Linked DNA regions of Gossypium hirsutum: region 1 is linked to region 2. The links are chromatin contacts, called in public Hi-C maps. All regions are on one chromosome and are shown on one strand. The core of a region is the stretch at or near the end of the contact, and the rest is flanking DNA. Distances in the headings are between cores, read along the strand shown. Region 1 holds the start of LOC107951341 (synaptotagmin-2). Region 2 holds the start of LOC107951343 (receptor protein kinase CLAVATA1).

Evidence for each region. Hi-C and Micro-C count contacts between places; a contact is called where the count stands out from the background.
Region 1: a contact with region 2 is called in a Hi-C map of leaf, with 2.0 times the contacts expected there. The contact joins the promoter of LOC107951341 here to the promoter of LOC107951343 in region 2. A contact is called at or near these places in 15 of 34 Hi-C or Micro-C datasets (callus, fibers, hypocotyl and 3 more).

Annotation. Positions count from the first base shown.
Region 1 is chrA02:29,985,150-29,988,828 of Gossypium_hirsutum_v2.1, forward strand. It overlaps LOC107951341 (synaptotagmin-2), which reads right to left and starts at 1,853. Exons shown (of 12, transcript XM_016886350.2): 1 at 1,456-1,853; 2 at 698-796; 3 at 546-596; 4 at 334-457; 5 at 67-185. The coding sequence starts at 1,566.
Region 2 is chrA02:29,826,939-29,830,187 of Gossypium_hirsutum_v2.1, forward strand. It overlaps LOC107951343 (receptor protein kinase CLAVATA1), which reads right to left and starts at 1,465. Exons shown (of 2, transcript XM_016886352.2): 1 at 1-1,465. The coding sequence starts at 837.

The DNA.
Region 1 (3,679 bases), core at 603-3,102, 160 kb after region 2:
CAAATTTCTCTCATGTTTTCACATACATATTTCTTTCTTTTAATCCACCAGTACACTAGCAAATACCTGAACAGTGGCTTTTAATCCCAAAGCTTTAACTGCGATAATGATGTTAGGATTGCCTGCCCACTTAAGTGATGGTTCCATAATAATTTCCTTCTCATCAGTGACATAGACTTTCATTCCTGGCATATAATAAGAACAATAATGAGTATTTCTCTGCAAAAATTTGTGTAAATAAGCTAAAATATTCAAAACCACCATATGCATCTTATATGTCATATGAAGTTGATATTATGTATGTGTAGAATGTAATGGAAAAGAGTAGTCAACCTTGAAAAGTTGGTGGCAGGGTACCCAAAGTAAGTGTTTCAAATTCAACTGATTGAATTTTGTATTTTGGAATTTGCTCACCAATAATGGGCTTTGCTATATTCTTAGCAGTTGTGCAAATCGCCTTGAAAAACGAAGTGCCGATACTTGATAAGGAATTCAATAATATAAGAGAGGCCATATATGTGAAAGGTCATTGCAGTTATACATACCGTATCTAGATAAGGCCACATGGTCTCGATAAATTTGTTAAGCCAGTCAACCTGCAGAGAAACAGACAGTGATAACCTTGATGCATACCTTAATATGAAGCACTTAAAGACCCAAATACAGAAATGAAAGGACATAGGATAGGAGAACATACACGGTCAAAATCTGGATTTTTGACCCACAAAGGGATCTCTGGAAGCAACTGCTGCAAAGTTTTAGAGTCTTCCTCAACCAAAGGACGGATTTTAGGATCCTGAACAACCAAAACATACAATGTGACCATCTTATCAATGGTTCAAAAGGCTGATTTATTCGTTGTTTTCCTATATGATAGCTTCATATGATAACTACAGCTTCTTATAAGTGGCACCAACAGACATCGACACAGGCCAAACCGGTTGGTCAATGGTGATCAAGTACAAAAAGCAAAATCCCAGAAAAAAAAAGCAATAAACAAAAGAATACCTCTATGTTTATTTATTTATTCATGTTTTAGAATGCTAATACCTGCAGAGAAAAAATTGTGAATCCTCAAACTTAAATTTTCCCTAGAAAAGCCTAAGCTAATGCCTGATCATTTCAAAATCATGTTCTTTTCGACTGAAAATCATGGATATAAATCTCTCAAAGCGAGAACATTACAAATTACAAATCTTTGCACGGTGAAACAGGAAGACAGAATTCATAAACTCAAAAAGAACAACTTGAATTAACCATTAAATTATAAGAGTAAAAAAGAAACATTCGATCAGCTTAGAATAAAGTTATCATTTTTTTAGCACTTGTTCATTGTTTTAACAACAAAAATTCAAGCCGCTTATGGAAGAACAAGAACAGGCACCTAGGAAAAAAAAGGGACTCTGACAAAAACTAAGAAAAGCAAAAGGAAATTCAACCAAGAAAGAAACAAACCTTAACATCAGTGGGAAGGAAGTAGATGAACATGTAATACCCAATGACGATCCCAACCGAAGTTCCAATTCCGAATCCAAAAACACCCATTACAGAGCTCAAAACACCCATTTTTCCTTTCTGGTTTTTTTTTTCAAGGATAGCTCAAGTAGTTTAATCAAAGAGGCATAAAAAGCTTTTGCTCTCTTCTGTTGAAGTGAAACTAATACCAAAAGGAAAACCAGAAATGGAATCTGAGAAAGATTCTTGTGGGAAGTAAAATTGGAAGCAAAAAGAAAAGAAATGGTAAGAGACATTAGAGTTAAAAAATCTTATCAGGAAGAGTGGAAGCATTAAAGGAGCATTTACAACTAGTGGTCAGTCCTTTACGTTCAAAGGAGCCGATGCCATTTTGGACCTACCAGAGGCTTTTGCTATGAAATTTTTATGCGCGTGATATCTTCTGTCGGTAACGTTAATTGGTTGGTTACGGATTAGTTTTTTTTTTTTTTGAACTTACTACCTTAAACAATTTCTATATAACTACAGAAAGGCCTTAGCTGTACTTTTCTCACTTTCCTCTTACATGAACAGATTATGGTCAATTCCTTCACTTTTTTTAAAATTATATAACAATTGTTATTTTTTATTTTTTATTTTTATATTTCACTCAAATTGGAAATTGAATCTCTATATTTTAATTTAGACATAATTTAATATCTCAATTTTTATAATATTATTAGTTAATCTAAACATTTTATTATGGTTAAAATATTAATGTAAATTTTTAAGAATTATTAATATCATTAATTTTTTTATTAAATTTCAGTTCATTACAATATTATTTTGTTTGTTACATGAATTCTGAATATCTTTTTAATTTCAAAATGTCATACTAGAAAATTTAAAAAAATTATAATAGTATTAATAAATTAACCTAAATTTTTAAATTAAAAAAATAAAAACATTAAATTTCTAAAAATAAAAATATAATATTAAATTCTAAATATATAAAGATTAGAAAAAAATTAAAATAAATAATTTACCCAAACACTAAGCGTGACTAAAAATCATATTAATATATTACTAAAATTATGTAATCTATTAACTAATTAAAAAACCGTTAGTAATATCATCTTAAAATTAGGCTAAATCAGGTTAAAACAAGCGTGTTTCACTTTCCCGACACAAAAAGTAGTGTCAGTATCATTTTCCTTTTTGGTTTTTAAAATATCATATTTGACAAGATGGATTTTACTTAAATAAATTATAAAAAATTATAAAAAGTTAAAAATATTACTAAAAATAGTAAAAACAATTCTTCAATAACTTTTTTAATTTGGTTCAATTAATCTTAATGTGTCATGATATTCTATTGACATTATAAAGTCTTTATTATGTTAATGAAGTTTGTCATTCATCATCTACAATAAATATTTGTTATTTTCTTCTCTAAATTGTATGTTTCATTTATTGAATGAATCAATAAATTTATCTTTCAAAAAAGAAAATCTCTATTTAAATTAATATACCAATTAGTTCTTAATCCAACCAATTTGATAGGATAGTTCGATTCGATTCTAGTAATCATAAATTTTTTTTCACCTATAAACTAATTTGTGATTAGTATAATTCTAAAAATTAATTAAATTTATTTTTAAAAAATATATAAATCTTAAATATGAAAATCTAAATTAAAAGAAAAAGAAAAGGATGTTGGAGCATTTAATTTGGAATCACAAACAGATTTTGATGTTTGAGTTGAACAATTAATAAAATCAAAGTATGGAGGGAGATAGTTGGCAATTAATAGGGACCAGATTTTTTGTAACTGATATCAAATGTGTTGTTGTAGAATTTTATATTATTATATCAAAGAATAACAAAATAATTGTATGGTGGACTTAAAAGCCCTCAAGTCTAATGCAAGTGGTGATGTATCTAGGTAGCTTCAAGGAAACAATAAGCCCTCTATAATAGGCACATTAAGGAACAATGAACAATGAGGACTTCCTAAAAGCATGACTTAAAATTTTGAGTGACTTTTCTTGTTCTAATAAGTATCAACATTAGATCAACCATACTACTAATATAAATCCACATGTATTCATTCATCTCCACTGTTAAGGGCATATTTAATAGATTATTAAAATAGTTAAATTAATTATTTATGGAAATATACAAATATGAGTCACTATCTTTATGCTAGAATATACTTAATAGTTTCGCATGCAAAATAAATAGT
Region 2 (3,249 bases), core at 215-2,714:
GCCGGTGAGACGGTTGAGTTGAAGGAACAAGGAGTGCAAGTGTTTCAAATTGCTCAAACTCGAAGGAATCTCACCGGTTAGGTTACAGCTTGCCATGTCGAGAAGTTCGAGTTGACTCAATGACCCATACTCAGGTGGAATGCCTCCAACGTAGGCGTTGAAGTATCCGATTACCAAGTATTTGAGGTTTGTTAAACTAGCCAAAAAGGCAGGAGTTTTCCCTGTTAAACCGATGCCATTAAGACCCAAATATTCCAAGCTCTGGATTTCAGAGTACTCCTCCGGTATCTCTCCCATGAAAAAGTTGCCTCCGAAAGATAAATGCTTGAGATATTTAAGATTGACGACCTCAATGGGAAGAACACCCGTGAAGTTATTGTTATAAGCATCGAGAGTCTCGAGGTGAATCATGCCTGCAAAGATTTCTCCAGGGAAACTGCCTTGGAAAACATTGTTGGAGATGTTGAATATCTTAAGAGAAGTCAAATTACCCATCTCCACAGGAATCCTCCCCGTAAGACTATCGGAAGAAATAGTGAGGTTGACTAGCTTGTTGAGAAGCCCAATTTCAGGAGGAATAGTGCCAAAGAGAGGAGCAAACGACACGTTCAGAGCAACAACACTGAAATCCTCATCGCATTGAACACCAGAGAAACGGCAATGTGCTGATGGAGATGAAGAGAATTCCCAGTTCTCGAGTCCCAAACCTTTGGGTCCAATCATTGAAGACTTGAGCAGCAACAGAACTTCAAGATCACTGGAACCATAGACGATGGCTGAGAAGAGTAGTAGAAGAGTCGAGAAAACACAGAGAAGATAACTGTAAAAGCTTCTCATTTCAGTGTTCTTCTCTTTTCCTGAGCTCAGAGAGAGGTGAAGGCTTTACTATCAGTAGCTCACTACGTTAAATAGAGTTGTACTGTATATTGGGTCGCAAAGAGGATCGTAGTTCCCAAAGCATCAAATGTTGGATATGAAATAAACAAATACAAAATCTGAACTCTGAAAAAGTCAGGGAGAGAGTGTGTGAAAGGGCGGAGTCTGGATTGCATGAAACCGCTAAAGACACGGCAATACGATGGCCCATGGTTCGCATCGTACACTACATGGAATTGAAAATGGTAGAACACAGAAAGGGTTAACGTTGAATTTACTAGTTTTTAAAGCTTGTCAGCTCTGTGAGTCAAACATGAGGGAGGGAGGGAGGGAGGGTCCCCATGGCAGCAGGAAGAACGATTGAAACGTTAACTCGGGACGGAGTTGATGAAGGTTACTATTTTACGTGGGGCTTAGAGACTGTGAATTGCTAAGGGTACTATACTCATCTGGTTTGACGGCGTGATCTGCCGGTTCTAAAGATTGGCCCTATTATAAATGCAGCTGCCCACTGCATTACTGTCAGACGCCAGTTGTTTTTTCTTTTTCTGAAAGAAAAAAATCACTCGGAAAAACTGTCAAATTCACTAGGTTGAGCTTGGTAAAAATATTATACCATATATATCTTATTATTATTTTGAGCATTTGGGATTATGAAAGATGAATGTGGATTTTGTCTTTTGGGGGAGTGATGAAGACAGGGGATGGGCTTTGGGGGTCAATTGCTGGGCCCAGATTAAAGGCTGTGAATGTCCTTTCCCGAAGAAACACCTTTTTCTCCCTCTGACTCCTTTTTGGCAGTGAGCTAAAAGTCTACTCTTTTTGTTCTTTTCTCCGATCGGGACCGTCCACAAAATAGGGGACCATTGTTGATTGCCTCTGCACTAACCTCTCCTTTTGCTTCCTTCCCTATCCCTTATGCAATTGTTTATGGACCAACCCAAGTATTCTGCAACTTCTTCTAACCATCCAAGTGCTTTGACATCCAAAGTAGAATTTCTTCATCATCTCATTCAAATATTTGTCTTCTTGTTTAAGCAACATTTATGATTGGGCCATTAGCTTGTTAGAAAACTCCCAAGGGAAAAAAATAAACTATGTTATAAAATAACATATGATAGTGTTCATGAAAAAGATAATGTAAACATGACTATATCATGAATATAGATATGCTGCATTGTGAGATAAGGTATAGATTAAAGAGTCAAATGGATATTAAATTTTTTTTGTAATTTTAAGAGTCCAAATTTCAGGAGCATAGGGAAAAACAATAAAAGATGAAGGTTAACCCTCACTAGGGCTAAGAATAAAAATCAACTCAAATCGAGATATTTAGATAGTTTATCGAATATAAGTTAAAAAATCACAATGACCCGAAATTGAATTAAATTTTATTTTTTATTTACATATAATTAATTTTAGTTTTTATGATATAAAAATAAATATTTTATATTTAAAATAGTTAATAATTTAAAAGTTCTTAAAGAATTATTGTTTTTGAGAAATATTTATGAAAAAGATCTAATTTTTTAAATAATATTTAAAAGTCATAAAATAAACCTCATTTTATCAAAATAAGTCAAAAAATAAAAACAATAAATTCATATAAAAAAATTGAGAACCAAATCGAACTAAACCGAATTATGATGGATGGTTCAGAAAATTTAAAAAATCTGATTGAACTAAATCAAAACCACCCTTGACAACAAATGTTAGGTACTACAAGTTAAATTTGTATCGATACAAGTATAAGATTCTCAAAAATATCTTTGAAAAAAAAGCTTAACCTCAACACCTGTAACTGTTGAAATTATATAACATCATCTCATCATGTCCCAAATTATGGAAATCAAATTCTCTCAAATTTTTTGGTAAAGAACCCTGACCTCAATACATATGAATACGAGGCTAGGGTAAAATTAACCACATGAACCTCAACATCAATTAGTGTTGAGGTCGTTTAATATTTAAAAAATGCACAATTTGAGAAATAATGAAAAGAGAATGTTTTTTTTTTTAATTTTTGAATATGGTGAAAAAAAATATTTCTACAATAAGTATTTAAAAAAAATTCATTTTCACGGTATTTTTTGGTAGTATCTTTATATTCATGAGTGTCGAGATTAATTTAGGGTTTTGATTATTGAACTACCTTGAAATTAAGGAAAGGATAAGGTGTAACGATTCAGTTTTCAACGGTGTCGTAAAAATTTGGTTTTAGATTGAATAAATTGAGTTGAGTTAGTAAATAATTCAAATAGGTTAATTACGTGTTGAGTATGAATACGGAAGGTTGAATTGTTAGGTTTTATTGAATTAAATGAAAATTAGTTTAGACTTAATAGGTCTTTCAGTGGTAATTAATTAGCAATT